Linked DNA regions of Mus musculus: region 1 is linked to region 2. Evidence: chromatin contacts called from public HiChIP or PLAC-seq data. All regions are on one chromosome and are shown on one strand. Each heading gives the region's core, a stretch centred on a gene start, on an enhancer-like site or on the middle of the called end of the contact. The rest is flanking DNA. Distances are from core to core; before and after follow the strand shown. Region 1 has its middle 6.2 kb from the start of Gm38855. Region 2 has its middle 9.7 kb from the start of Gm34872.

Region 1 (6,826 bases), core at 1,526-4,025, 66 kb before region 2:
TGTTCACCAGCAAAAATTGTGCACACACATCCACCACACACACACACACACACACACACACACATTGACAGCTTTAGTGTTAATGTGTGTTTACCTTGTGTGAGACCTAATGTTTGATACACATGTATGTTAACCAGCAAAAATTGTGCACACACATCCACCACACACACACACACACACACACACACATACACACACACACACACACATTGACAGCTTTAGTGTTAATGTGTGTTTACCTTGTGTGAGACCCAATGTTTGATACACAACACCACCAAGATTAATTGAAGGTGCATTATAATGTAAATGACCAAGATTTTATCTTCTTCCTTTGCACATTTTCTCATCTTTCTGTAAAATGAACAATTTATTCAGAATAGAGGTCTGATTTACAATTCTGGAGGCTGGGAAGTCCAGGAGCTTGGTGCATATATGGTAAACACCTTCATGCTATGTGATCCGTAGCAGAAGGCAAAAGGACAAGAAAGGTCCCAACCTACTTTGGTAGCCAGAAAATTCACTCTCAGTAACTACCTTACTCTGCAGCACTCATCAGTCCATTTTTGGGCAGAGCCCCTGGACCTTTACCTCTTTAGCCCCCATATAAAATCCTGTTGCACCGAAGGTTGAATCTCCAATCCTAGAACTTTGGGATCACGTTCAAACTCTAGCATTTTCCTAGAGTATTTGTTCTCCTGAGACGGTACGGTGAGCTAACAGAGATAAGCACAAGTTGTAGATCCTAAGAAGAACAAAATAGCAGGATTGTGGGGGCTGGGGGTGACCTCGTTAGGATGGTCAGATTATTGGGAGCCTGAAGAGATGCTCCTGGCTTGAGGAACACCGAGTACTTGTTCCCTGATGTGGAATGTGCTTGGCATGTTTGGGGAACAGCATGTTATGGCAAGGTGCCTAGAACTGAGTGAAATCAGAGAAGGGGTGTAAGGTAGACCAAGTTGAGCCCAGTGGGATGGGGCAAGGGATTGAAGCAGGGGGTGACATTTAAGAGCTGAGAAATCTATACAGACCTCTCAACAGGATTCTCAAATACTGTTCTAATTCAATGGGTTATAACATCTACCGGAACCCTAAAAAGAACTAAAACCATTAAACTTGAAGAAGAAACCTCACAAAACCCAGGGAAGCACTTGTTGACGCCCATCAGTTATAGTAGAGCATGCATGGAGAATACCATTAGAGAGCATGGGGTGTAGTGTGGAGAGAGGCTCAGAGCTTCTTCACTCTAGGCTCATACATCCTAGCAGGTGTGCAACCCTCGCCCCGGGGGCTTCTGCACAGTCAGCCCCAGGAGCTGCCTAACCCCATCCTTTGGGTTTTTGAAACAGCTGGTGATCATCACCATCTTCATTTTCTGCAATAGTTGTTTATTAGATCATAAGATGCTCATATCAGGCCAGGCGTGGTGGTGCACGGCTTTAATCCCAGCTCTTGGGAGGCAGAGGCAGGCAGAGCTCTGTGAATTCGAGGTCAGTCTGGTCTACAGAGCGAGGTCCAGGACAGCCAGGGCTCCACAGAGAAACCCTCTTTTTAAATTAAAAAAAAATGCTCATATAACCCAGGAAGTTTCAAGTGATTGACGTTTCAAGTGTCAGAGTCATGGTTGAAATCAAGCATGAGGACAAAACATCGTACACGCACTCCTATTGCTCAGGAAATTAAAGAGGTTCCCAGAATCCTAAGCGAGGGTTTTTCTAGGGCAGGAAGCAATTGTGTATATTTCTTTAATTTTTTTTTAAATTAGCTTTATTTTATATGTATGAGTGCTTTGCCTGAATTCATGTCTGTGTGCCTCTTGCAATGCGGGTGCACTCAGAGGCCAGAAGAGGGAGTCCGATCCCCTGGAACTGGAGCTACAGAAGGTTGCAAGTCACTAGCTGGATGCCTAGAACAGAATTCGGGTCCTCTAGAAGAGCAATCAATGCTCTTAACCATTGAGCCATCTTTTGAGGCCCTAATATGTATGTTTCTTATATTTCATGATGCTGTTGAACAACACAGTTTAAAACAACACACTACAACAATATAGAACTCTATGGAGCACTACGCAAAATATATCAAATAGAAAATTTTTGTTTATTATACTATATGTCTTGATTTTTTTTCCCAGTTAACTTATTTGTTTTAAGATGTCTCCTGAGGGCTGGTGAGATGGCTCAGTGGGTAAAAGCACCTGACTGCTCTTCCAAAGGTCCGGAGTTCAAATCCCAGCAACCACATGGTGGCTTACAACCATCCGTAATGAGATCTGACTCCCTCTTCTGAAGTGTCTGAAGACAGCTACAGTGTACTTACATATAATGAATAAATAAATCTTTAAAAAAAAAATGTCTCCTGAATCCCAGGCTTTCCTAGTTCTCCTGGTCCTCTTGCTTCCAGTTTCACAGCTGCTGAGATTACAGGGCAGGGTGTCCTACCACCACCATCACCACCACCACCACCAGGCCTAGCTTATTTCCTTATAAATTAAGAAACGAAATCCAAACAAGAATGAGTGTGCTTGTTTTGTGCCTAGGAAAAACCACTTAAAGGAGGAAAGACTGACTTGGTCAAGGCTTCAGACCTTACTTCCTTGACTCCACCAGTGTGGGCTGTGCTGAGGTGAACATTATGAAAGGGAACATGTGGTGACGTGCAGGAAGTGGTCAGGTGGCCAGGAAGTGGAAGGTGGGGAAAGAACCAGGGGCCACATAGTCCCTCAACAGCACACTGGAATGCCCATTCAGTATAGTCCAGCCATGGGCTAATCCATGATGAAACTAACTAACACTGTGAGGATCCATCCCCTCCAAAGCCCCACCATCTGGAGACCAAGCTGTAGGGTGTGAGCCCCGTGTACGGAACAAACATTTCATAATACAACTCATGACAGTGAGCAAAGGAGTTAAACAAGCATCTCTACCCTGGGGAGTCAATAAACACGTGAAATAATATTCAATAGTGCTAGGATGAGAGAAGCAAAAACCAAACTGCAATAGGACCATATTACATTAGTTAGGACAATTATTACTGGCCAGGCGGTGGTGGCACACGCCTTTAATCCCAGCACTTGGGAGGCAGAAGCAGGCGGATTTCTGAGTTTGAGGCCAGCCTGGTCTACAGAGTAAGTTCCAGGACAGCTAGGGCTATACAGAGAAACCCTGCCTCGAAAAAACAAAACAAGATTAAGTATTACTAAAGCAAATAAAAACAAAAGCTAAAAAGAAATGGAAAGAAGTGTTGTGGACTGGCTGGGTGCTGTTTGTATGTTGATGCTAATTCCACTCTCCTGGGAGGGGTTGTGGACAAGGAGTGAGTCATACTCAGGTGACTTCTGGTGAACCAATCCCTAATGAATAAAGGAGCCAATTACTGGGCGAGTAGATGGGACTTTAGGGTTGGAGAGGAGAAGAGAGGAATCAGGAGAGAGTTAGGTCCTTTTGAACAGGGATAGCGTGAGGACAAGATGTAATTACAAGTGTCTACTGGTTTCAATGGCGCAGATAAGTCAGGATTCGCCACTGGAGGATTTTGATTTAATAAGGCTTACAAGTTAAGATTTTCGTTGTTGCGCCCAGCGATTGAGTTACTGTAGTTTCTGAACTAAGTTTGTGCTGCATTTTCCTTCACACAGCAGCTCATCTGGGTTCTAGAGAGAAAAGTAGAGCGGGCAAAGTGTGAGTTTGCCTGATGTGCGCCACAAAGGCCATGGGGGATTTGAAGCACAGGGTTGGCGTGTTAGCGAACTACCAATGGGAACTTGGCAAGCTCGGTGGAGACATTTCAGGAGCTCTGGGCCAGAGAGTCTCCATGAGATTAAAAACAGGTCAGCCATTGCCCGCCAGTGCATGGCCGGCCAGGCCACCGGGGCAGAGAGTTGCCAACTCAAGTGCAGGAAATGTGCGGGTTTCTTTTTAATATTTCCCACAACATCAGGAAAGAAAGTAGTATAGCTGGTATGGAAAACAAGAACCTAAATAGAATCATCATAAACATAAGTAAACATGTATATGTGCATATATATTATATGCCTTAAATATGTGCAACTTTTCCTGTGGAGAATTATTTTTGTTTTGTTTTATTTTGAGACAAGGTCTCTCTATGTAGTTATATGGCAATGGCAATCCTGGAACTTGATAAATAAACCAGGCTGACCCTGAATTCACAGAGACCATCTTGCCTCTGCCTCCTAAGAGCTGGGCTTAAAGGTATGTGCTGCCTACCACATCTGGCTGATGTACAACTTTTTTTTTGCTGTTCTTGCAGAGGACCCAGTTTGGATTCCCAGCAGCCACAGAGGTTTGTAAACATCTGTAATTTTAGTTCTAGAGCCCTGACCGTCTCTCCTGATCTCCACAACAGCCTCTTCAGAGGTGTGCCAGAAATGTAACTGGTGCACATACAGACAGGTAGGCAAAACTCTCACACACTTAAAACAAACAAATAAATAAATCAACACATTAAAAAATCTAAAGATCGGGGGCTGGAGAGATGGCTCAGTGGTTAAGAGCGCCGACTGCTCTTCCAAAGGTCCTGAGTTCAAATCCCAGCAACCACATGGTGGCTCTCAACCATCCGTAACGAAATCTGATGTCATCTTCTGGAGTGTCTGAAGACAGCTACAGTGTACTTACATATAATAAACAAACAAACAAACAAACAAACAAATAAATCTAAAGATCATTTTAGCAAGAAAAGTCAAACCCAACCGAGAAGAACAATGTCCTTAGAGCTGGGGCTATAGCTCAGTGATGAACTATGATGAACTCAGCTTGTACCAGGCCCCAAGTCTAACCCAGCACCACACATTGTTTTTAAAGTACAACTATGATTTGAAAAGATGTTCAGGCAGGAGTATTCATAGTAGCCAACAGATAAAAGCCAAATGTCCACCAGTGGATGAAGAGCTAAACAAAGCATCATATTTATTGAACATGAGAAAGTAGAGAGTGGTAGACAAGCTTATAATTCCAGCACATAGGAGGTTAGGTGGTGCAGGATGGTCACCACAAGTTGGAGGCTAGCCTGGTCTACCTTAGTGACTTTGAGCCTAGCAAAGACCACAAGGATTTCTGTTAATTTCCCAGCCTCCACTTCCCCTCAAAAACAAAAACAAACAAACAAAAAAACCCCAAGTTTTTAAAGGAAAGAAATTTTGAGGTCCTCGGTTTGTAGAGTGCCTACCTACATGCACAGGGCCTGAGTTCAGTGCCAGCACTGCATACACTAGCATGATGCCTTACACTTCTAATCTCAGTACTGGAGAGATAAAGGCAGGAAGAACAGGAGTTCAGGGTCACTCTTGACTACACAATGAATTCAAGCCAGCATAGACTACATGAGACCTTGTCTAAAAACAAACAAGCAAACGAGGCACGGGGGCACACGTGTTTAATCTCAAGAAGCAGAGACAGGAGGATCTTTGTGAGTTCCAGGCCAGCCAGAGCGACATAAGAACTCATGCTATGGAGTGAAGACAAACACAGCAAGGCTCCATTTTTAAGAGGTCAAAGTAGTGAACTGTTCACTTCTTTCCTTTCCTTTGGGTTTTCAAGACGGGGTTTTTCTATGTAACCCTGGCTGGCCTGGAACTTGCTCCTGTAGACCAGGCATAGAGATCTGCCTGCCTTTGCCTCCTGACTGCTGGGATCAAAGGCATGTGCCACCCACCGCCTTCCCCCACTTTCTACACCTCCACCTCCATTCACTCCTGGATGAATAGTTGACTTCTTAGAGAATGAGGGAAAACTGAAGTAATAGGGGCTAGGGAAGGTTGAGAGAGATGAGAATGGAGTTACTATTCAAGGGCACAGGTCTGTAAGATATTGTACTGGCTGCTTCCCATCTCTGTGATGTACTAGTTACTTCCTTCTCTTTTGCTATGATAAAATACCAGAATTGTGCCGCATATTCTAACAATGATCTTAATCAAGTTATGGAAGGAAGAATTTATTTTGGTTTGCAGATACAGAGAGCGAGAGAGAGGAGAGAGAGAAGGAAGGAGAGAGAGAAGGAAGGAGAGAGAGAAGGAAGGAGGGAGGGAGGGACTTGATGCAGACTTGCCAACAGATGGCCAGAGCAGGAAACTGAAAGATTATGTCCCGTCCACAGGAAAGGAGCAAAGGGAATGAACTGGAAGTGGGCGGAGACTATAAACTCTCAAAGCCTACCCCAGTTATATACTGAAACTGGCAAGGCTGACTCCTAAAGGTTCCATAACCTCCCCTACACAGCACTACCAATCAGCACCAAGTGTTCAGATCATGAGCCTGGGACTGGTGAAGTGAAGAGAGATTTGATGAGGTTGTGTTTTGAAGCTCCTGGGTACACGGTCAGGCGGCTCCATTGGTTTGCCTTCTGGCAAGAAATGAATCATGATGGAAATGTCCGGTAGGCACAAGCAAAGGCAGAGGAGAGAGACAGAGACCCAGGCTCTCGCAATTCCCTTCATAGGCATAATTCCAGTGACTCATGCACCACCCACATCTTACAACGCCTACCAGAACCATGCTCTGAGGAACTTTCATGAGCTTTCAACTCAATGCTCCCCAGCCCTGAGAAGACACTTGGAAGTGAAGTCTAGCAATGGGATTTGCCTTGGAGGAGAAAGAGCAGCAGGAAAGAGGAGGGAGTGTCAGAGAGAGACTTGAGTCTAAGACTACATCCTGCGGTTCACAGTAATCAAGCACACCAAATGCTCATGCTTTGGGGTATCATGTTCTGAACCCGACCCCCATCCCCAAAAGGAAAAGTAATATCTGGGAGGGCCATGCTTAACAAAACTGGGGGACTCATACTATCTGAAGCTGACTGGCATACACAGAAAGAC
Region 2 (6,750 bases), core at 3,189-5,688:
GTCGTGCATTGGGAAGTTTCTAAACTCCAGTTCATCCATGGTCACGAAGGTTCAAACTGACATGGTATCTGTCTCTACCAATGTCTAGACTATACTTTGGCTAGGCCTAGGTGACTAAAAGTCTGTAATACCCTGTGATGTCTTGAGACTGCTGTGGATGCTCTGTGGATGTAAGTGGGTCTGGGTTTCTGCAAGGAAAACATACCAGGGGATCCTGGGGCCATGCCTCCTGACAAAAGGAAAAGGAGACAGTTGAGTTCCTGAAGATCTAATTCTGCCCGGTGTTTGAGGCACAGCTGATCTTAACCTTTCTTGGAATAGATTGCTCTGGGTCAGATTGGCAGCCTCTCTTTCCCAATCTGTCAGCAGAGAGCAGCTAGTGAGGTCTATATCTTACCCATGGCTCAGACCCTATTATGTCCCATTGTTCTCCTTTAATAGACCACACAAGCTCTGGAAAAACCAGAACCAGAAGCCCCATTTGCCTATGTGATGGGTGCTCTGCTCCAGCCTCACATGACCTCACAGCCACAGCTGGCTAAAGAACCTAATGCAGAGAGAGGTGGTGGATAGGCGCCAGCTCATTACCTATTGATACACTAGGGGGCGCCCAAGAGCCAGTATTGATCTGCTTGTTCTGGACCCAAACATCTACCAATGCAGTCACTTGCAGACATATACACCCCCTCCCCCCAAACCTGAGTAGAACCTGGCTGTCCTGGAACTCACTCTGTAGACCAGGCTGGCCTTGAACTCCTGATCTGCCTGCCTCTGCCTCCCAAGTGTTGGGATTAAAGGCATGCGCCACCACTCCCAGCTGGGAAAAATTTTTGACATACTTAGGGAACATAGGAATTCGCCTCTTACGCTTCTTCCAGTAAGAAGCCAGTCTGACCTCTCAAGCCATAAAGCCTGCGCACAGCTGTGCGGTTTGTTAACCAGTGTCCCCTTCTTAGGGACCAAGAGATGTCAGGTGGTAAGGAGAATCTGGGAGAGCCTTTGCTGATTACCCATCTAAAGGACAAAAGATACACTGGAATGTCCTCCAAATCCTGTCTCCCTCTGCAGAACATTCTTAAAACATGGGCATGAACGCACGTTCGTGTGGAATCTGGCACTAAACCATTCGTAGACGACCTGCTTCTGGGTCAGGGTTTCGTACGTAGCAGAGCCGCTCCCTCGCTGTGATCTATTGAAAGTCAGCCCTCGGGGCTGGTGAGATGGCTCAGCGGTTAAGAGCACTGACTGCTCTTCTGAAGGTCCTGAGTTCAAATCCCAGCAACCACATGGTGGTTCACAACCATCCATAACGAAATCTGACACCCTCTTCTGGAGTGTCTGAAGACAGCTATAGTGTACTTACACATAATAAATAAATAAATCTTTAAAAAAAAAAAAAAAAAAAGAAAGTCAGCCCTCGACACAAGGGTTTGTAAGAATAAAGACTATGAAAAAATTTAAAAAATAAAAAAAATTAAAAAATAAAAATAAAAAAATAAAAACATGGGCATGGCTACCTTCTCTAGCTTCCAGAATATTTGCCGCATATGTCCTTTTAAATGCTCTGTGGCCTTAATGAATTCCTTCTTATGAGACCTAACATTCAAGAACAACTCCGAAGTAAACCCCAGCAAGCCGATCCCCTTTTGCCACTAGCTGTTATTGGCACCTGGAAAACCATGTGCGTTGAAGGCTCCTTTCTCTTTTCCCCACCGACTATTTATTGCAAGTGCTGAGGATAGGAACCAGGCCTCATGTGTGTTTAGGCAAGCCTTCCCCCACAGGGCCTCACAGCCAACATGGTGTCTGCTGCAAGGCCAACAGATGCGCACCCCCGACGTGGGGGAGGCCTGGATTAGAGGAAGGAATGTGTGTGGAGAGGACACTTCATGCACACACAGTCTAGCTACGGCTAACCCTGTTCCTGCCACCACAGCCCCTGTGTCAGCGTTCACACAGGAACATTCATACCTCTTGAGAGCTACAAGGAAGGCCAAGATGGCAGACATCGTTGGCATCAGCCGTGATGAGTCCCTCCTTGGAGACAATGCTTTCCATCCTAGTTCACCCAGCAGCTTCTCAATTCCAGACAGCCTACCTTGAACTCAGAGCAATGTTGGCATCCCTTTCTCAGGTCAAAAGAAGACAACTCCAACTTTTGCCTGCAGACTTGGCACAGGAAGCCACAACCAGACTTCCCCCAGGTTGTCCACTTAGCTATTACTCACAGCCCAGCTGAAGTGCCCAAGAGCCAGGACTGACGGAAGGCAGCTCTATCTGGCAGATTCACAGATTCCTAGTGGGGAATCTACCCTCTTCACACCTTCTTCCTTGGGAAGACTATCTGTTCCTTGCTGGGTTTCTTGAGGTGCAGTTCGCAGTCTTTTAGGAATGACGGATTTTCAAGGGAGCAATCTCCTTCCTGCAGGAAAGGTCAGCACACACACCCTCAGAGCCTCTACTCTCCCTTCTGATGGAGGTGGGAGATGGGGTCTCACCATGGGAGTTGTAGTCAGTGGGTCCCCTAGATCAGAAGGGACCCTCAGAGTACTGGGTGGGTCACAGCCACCTTTGAGTTCCTTGCCGAGATTTTTCCATTGGACATATGACCTTGTAGGTCTCCTCAAATCCTGGTAAACCCTCAAGAAATGTAATGGGTGAAGGCTGATGAGAGAGAGTTGATGAATTCATTCTGGCATAAACACAAAATTGAACTGGGGAAGACAGAAGAGACCCTGAGAGAAGAAAGCTAGCAACTTCACGCAGGCAGTGTAGTAGAAGCACGGGGCTGGAAGCCGTTTGTTACACTGCCACTGCCTTGGTTATTTTTTAGGGCTCCTGGACCTTCCCCTTTCCCCTATCAGTCCATAATAGATACCCTCTAACCTTCTGGGAACAGGAAGTCTGCCACAGCTCTCCACGCTTCCCCTGGGAGTAGCCAGAGTCAAAGCTTGTGGTCCCATTTGTGCAGCCACAGAGCTGTCTTCAGTTTTGCTTTAATCTGAGGGCTTTGTTTGGAAACAGGGCTTTAGTGTCCTGCATGCTGGGATGACAACAGGCATGTACTACCAGGCTGGGTGAAACCCAGTGAATTTAAAGAGTATGACTGCACTGGCTGCTACAACTGCCTATAACTCCAGCTCCAGGCCATCAAGTGCCCTCTTCTGGCATGTCCCTCTCCTAGTAAGATATGACTTTAAAAAACAGAGCTAAAGAGATGGCTCAGCGGTTAGGAGCACTGACTGCTCTTCTAGAGGTCACGAGTTCAATTCCCAGCAACCACATGGTGGCTCACAACCATCTGTAATGGCATCCGATGCCCTCTTCTGTTGTGTCTGAAGACAGCTACAGTATACTCACATACATGAAATAAATAAATCTTTAAAAACAAAACAAAAAAACCACACACACAAAACAAACAAACAAACAAAAAAAAAAGATGATAAAACCCCACACAAAGGACACTCAGTATGCCATGTATGCTGGGGTCCACATGAGGCTGCAGGGCTTCGGCCCCTCCTGTTCTAATCCATCATGTGCCTGGTCCACCTGTACTTTCTCCCTGGCCCAAGCCTGAGCAGCCCTGAGAGGGGTCTGACCAGCACTGTGTTTTGCTTGGGTTTTTTGGTTTGTTGTCTTGGTGTTTTATTGGCTTGTTTTTTGGTTTTTGTTTTTGTTTTTTTTTGGGGGGGGGTGTTTTTTATTTTTTGCTTTTTAAATTTCCTGGAACAAAAGGAAATTAAATAAGTAAAAGGACAAGAAATGTTAGTGGTGTGCCATATGGGGCTGTTATATGTCCCTGTTACTGCAGGGACCAGGGTTCTGGATTTGAGATAATGAGCCATAAGGTGCTTGCTGCCCAGGCCTGGAAAATACAGGAATAGGGCCTTTCTTCACCCAATGGTCACTGGAGAAGCCAGCCAGTAGTCTGGTAGTCTCAGGTGGCTGTGGCACCCCAGAGGTCGGCTTGCAGGTTTGTCAGTCTGTCTGTCTCTGTCTGTCTGTCTGTCTGTCTGTCCGTCTGTCTCTTTCAGCTTTCTGGGCGAAAACTAAAGAGGAGACACTTTAACCTGATGTGTGGGAGGGACGCAGTCTCCAAAGCAATGACCTCAAATTACCTGGAATATGGTCCATGGGGAACCCCCTGAAGCCTCCCTCTCTGGCTTCTGGGAAACCGGTCGCCAGATCCATAGGACAAGGGCGTGGCTGCAGTAAACACTAATGTAGGGCGGCCTTGGGGCCACCGAACACATTTTCAAGACCCCCACTACATCCTCCCTAGTTTCTATTGGCTGGAGAAGGGTCTGTGAGAAGAAGGCATTGTGACTGCAGCGCAGGGGTGCTGGTGCCGGTGCCCCTGCCCCCCTTCCCCGCCTCTGCCTCTGTGGCTGGTGGGCGGGGAAAGTGTGGATCTCCATGGAGATAGGATGGGGGCGGGGGAGGGGCGGGGAGTGTTCCCAACGCTAACCCAACGGCCAACTGCTGAGCTGAAAGGCAGTGGGACTGACTGTAGGTGCTGCTGCCTTCCAACCCGAGAACCAGGGAGGCAGCTGCATCTTTCCAGGAGCTGGGCCATCCTAAGTGGGCCAAAACCATGTCAGCCACAAGCTCTTCCTTCATCCCTGCTAATCTGAGCTGGGCAACAGCCTTGTGGGTCGCCTGAGGCCCTCTGGATGGGGCTGGCTACCCTGTCCCCAGCACCTGGCCTGAGGCCCTTCCTAGCTCACTTAGGCAGATGAAGTTTGTGAGCATGAGTGCCAGTTACACGGAACTTGGTTACATAGACTGGCCGATAGGACCAGAAGAGACTAGCTAGCACAAAAATGTCCCAGAACTTGAGGTGCCCTGGAGGAAAGACATGTAAAAGTCGCAGGAATGGCACTGGACAGCCCTACTTGGTGTGTGGAGTCACGGGGCATGAGGAAGGGTGTGGGAGATTAGTGTTAAGCTGAAATCACAGAAGGGCCCCCATGTAGAATAGGCTGTTCAGGCCTCCAGGCTATGGGAGACACTGGTTTGGATGGGGGCAGGATTAATTTAAGCTTCAAAAAAAATAATAAAATCAAAGCCCAAGGCCTCGGTATTTAGTAACAGAAGACCAACCTGGATGGGCGAGGGCAGAAACTCCTTAGATCAAGGCCACTGTGGTCCTAGGTTATCCCCAGGGATCTGCTCACCCTTTTTTGGGGTGATTTTTTTTTTTTTTGAGATAGGGTCTCTGCATAGCCAGGGTTATCCTGGAACTCACTATATAGACCAGGATCTCTCCAACTCAGAGATCCTCTTGCCTTTGCCTCCCCAGTACTGAGACTAAAGGCATGTACCCCCGACTCTTGAAGTTTTATCTTGAAGTATTTTGAAGGCTTACAAAGTGCCCAAAGTCCTGGCCCATGGTGTTGATCCTGGTCTGGGCCACCCAGAAATGAAAGGAGCCACTGCCCTGAACCCCCAGTCCCTGACTTTCTGTGCCCTGACACTCTTCTACTTTAGCTATGGCACAGGAACATTAAAAAGCAACAAAACAAAACAAAAACAAAAAAAACAAAAAAACAAAAACATTTTTACTCAAGACTAGGAGTGAGGAGGCAGGACTGACTGGTGTGTCTAACAGTGAAAAACTGTACTGCCTAAGGCTGGGGAAACACTGCTCATTGTGCAATTTACCCCAGACATGAACTTTGACCCTTGCTTCCAGATGAATAGCTAACACTACTCTGAAACCACAAGCCACAGGCACAGAGCCACAGACAGGAACGCTCCAGCCTCTTGGCTGGGTCATGCTGAGCTCTGCTCTGTTCAGTTAAGGGCTCCTCAGTCCCGAGGGTCTTAGGGATGAGGTCGTCGTCCCACGGCCAGCCATGGCTCTGGCCAGTGTGGTCGGTCAGTGGTTGCTTTTCATGAGGGCCTTCTTGTCCTGAACTTTAAAACAAAATTCACTTAAATCTAAATCTAACTTGGGAACTTCTAAAGGAGAAAAGCTAAGTCTGCTAATTATGGAGCTGATAAAGAATATTTCTTTTTCTTTTTTTTTTTTTTTCTTTTTTTTGGTGGCAGGATGGAATGTAGGCCCTCAGGACTACTAGGCAAGGGATCAGTGTTGAGCCGTCTCAGCCTGCTTTGAATAAATATAAACTACCATTTTTTTAGAGTAAAAAGTATAGCTAGGTTACAGAACTGAAAATTCCTTTGTCTACAACAGGGCCTGAAACTTCTTGGGGGCAGAGGGACACAGAGGAATTCAAAATTTTTGAAAAATGAACACTCCCCACCAAATGTCCAAATGTCGATTATTCCTTCTGTGGCACACAGTGAGAAAAGGACAGAAACGTCCTTTTGGTGGAATTGTACAAAGTATTTGATAGGTTTTATTGGGGCAATGTTTACATAGGAGTTGACCTTACATAGAGAAGACCCAGAGTCTACAATTATCAGAAAAATTAATTTGTTTCTTCTGTTATGTCAATAATAACAAGCAGGGAGGGGCGTCTTTCAGCCTTATTAACATTCAGCAAGCATGCTGCTTAAGCAACAAATAGCAGCTATCCCTTCCCTGGGGAGGTCTCCCTGAAGCTAGAGGCAGTTTCTGGGCCCTTTGCCAGTGAAACACATGCAGAGCCCCTTTGGCACACCTGATGGTTATCTTTGAGCAACTTTAATGGTTATCCCAGGAAGCTGAGTGAACTCACTCACTCTGCATTCCCTGCCCACCCTGTGGCTTCTCATCTGTCATGATGTGACCAGCCAGGTGCC

Evidence for each region. HiChIP or PLAC-seq counts read pairs in DNA pulled down with a chosen protein or histone mark.
Region 1: a contact with region 2 is called in an H3K27ac HiChIP or PLAC-seq map of embryonic stem cells, with 12 read pairs. The contact joins two enhancer-like sites. A contact is called at or near these places in 1 of 39 promoter capture datasets (embryonic stem cells), 3 of 15 datasets of contacts at CTCF or cohesin (CD8 T cells, the NIH/3T3 cell line and large pre-B cells), 9 of 484 Hi-C or Micro-C datasets (the G1E-ER4 cell line, bone marrow-derived macrophages, embryonic stem cells and 2 more), 8 of 115 datasets of contacts at active chromatin or transcription factors (the HPC-7 cell line, bone marrow-derived macrophages, double positive thymocytes and 3 more) and 1 of 9 other capture datasets (adipose tissue).

Annotation. Positions count from the first base shown.
Region 1 is chr6:88,056,645-88,063,470 of GRCm38.p6, reverse strand. No RefSeq gene overlaps it. Among named protein-coding and RNA genes, the nearest start is that of Gm38855, 6.2 kb to the right of the region's middle. Within about 2 kb of position 2,775, at least 52 of the 459 cell types and tissues checked have an H3K27ac peak or open chromatin away from gene starts, as enhancers often do. A contact at or near this core is called in embryonic stem cells, where this site is marked.
Region 2 is chr6:87,991,914-87,998,663 of GRCm38.p6, reverse strand. No RefSeq gene overlaps it. Among named protein-coding and RNA genes, the nearest start is that of Gm34872, 9.7 kb to the left of the region's middle. Within about 2 kb of position 4,438, at least 170 of the 459 cell types and tissues checked have an H3K27ac peak or open chromatin away from gene starts, as enhancers often do. A contact at or near this core is called in embryonic stem cells, where this site is marked.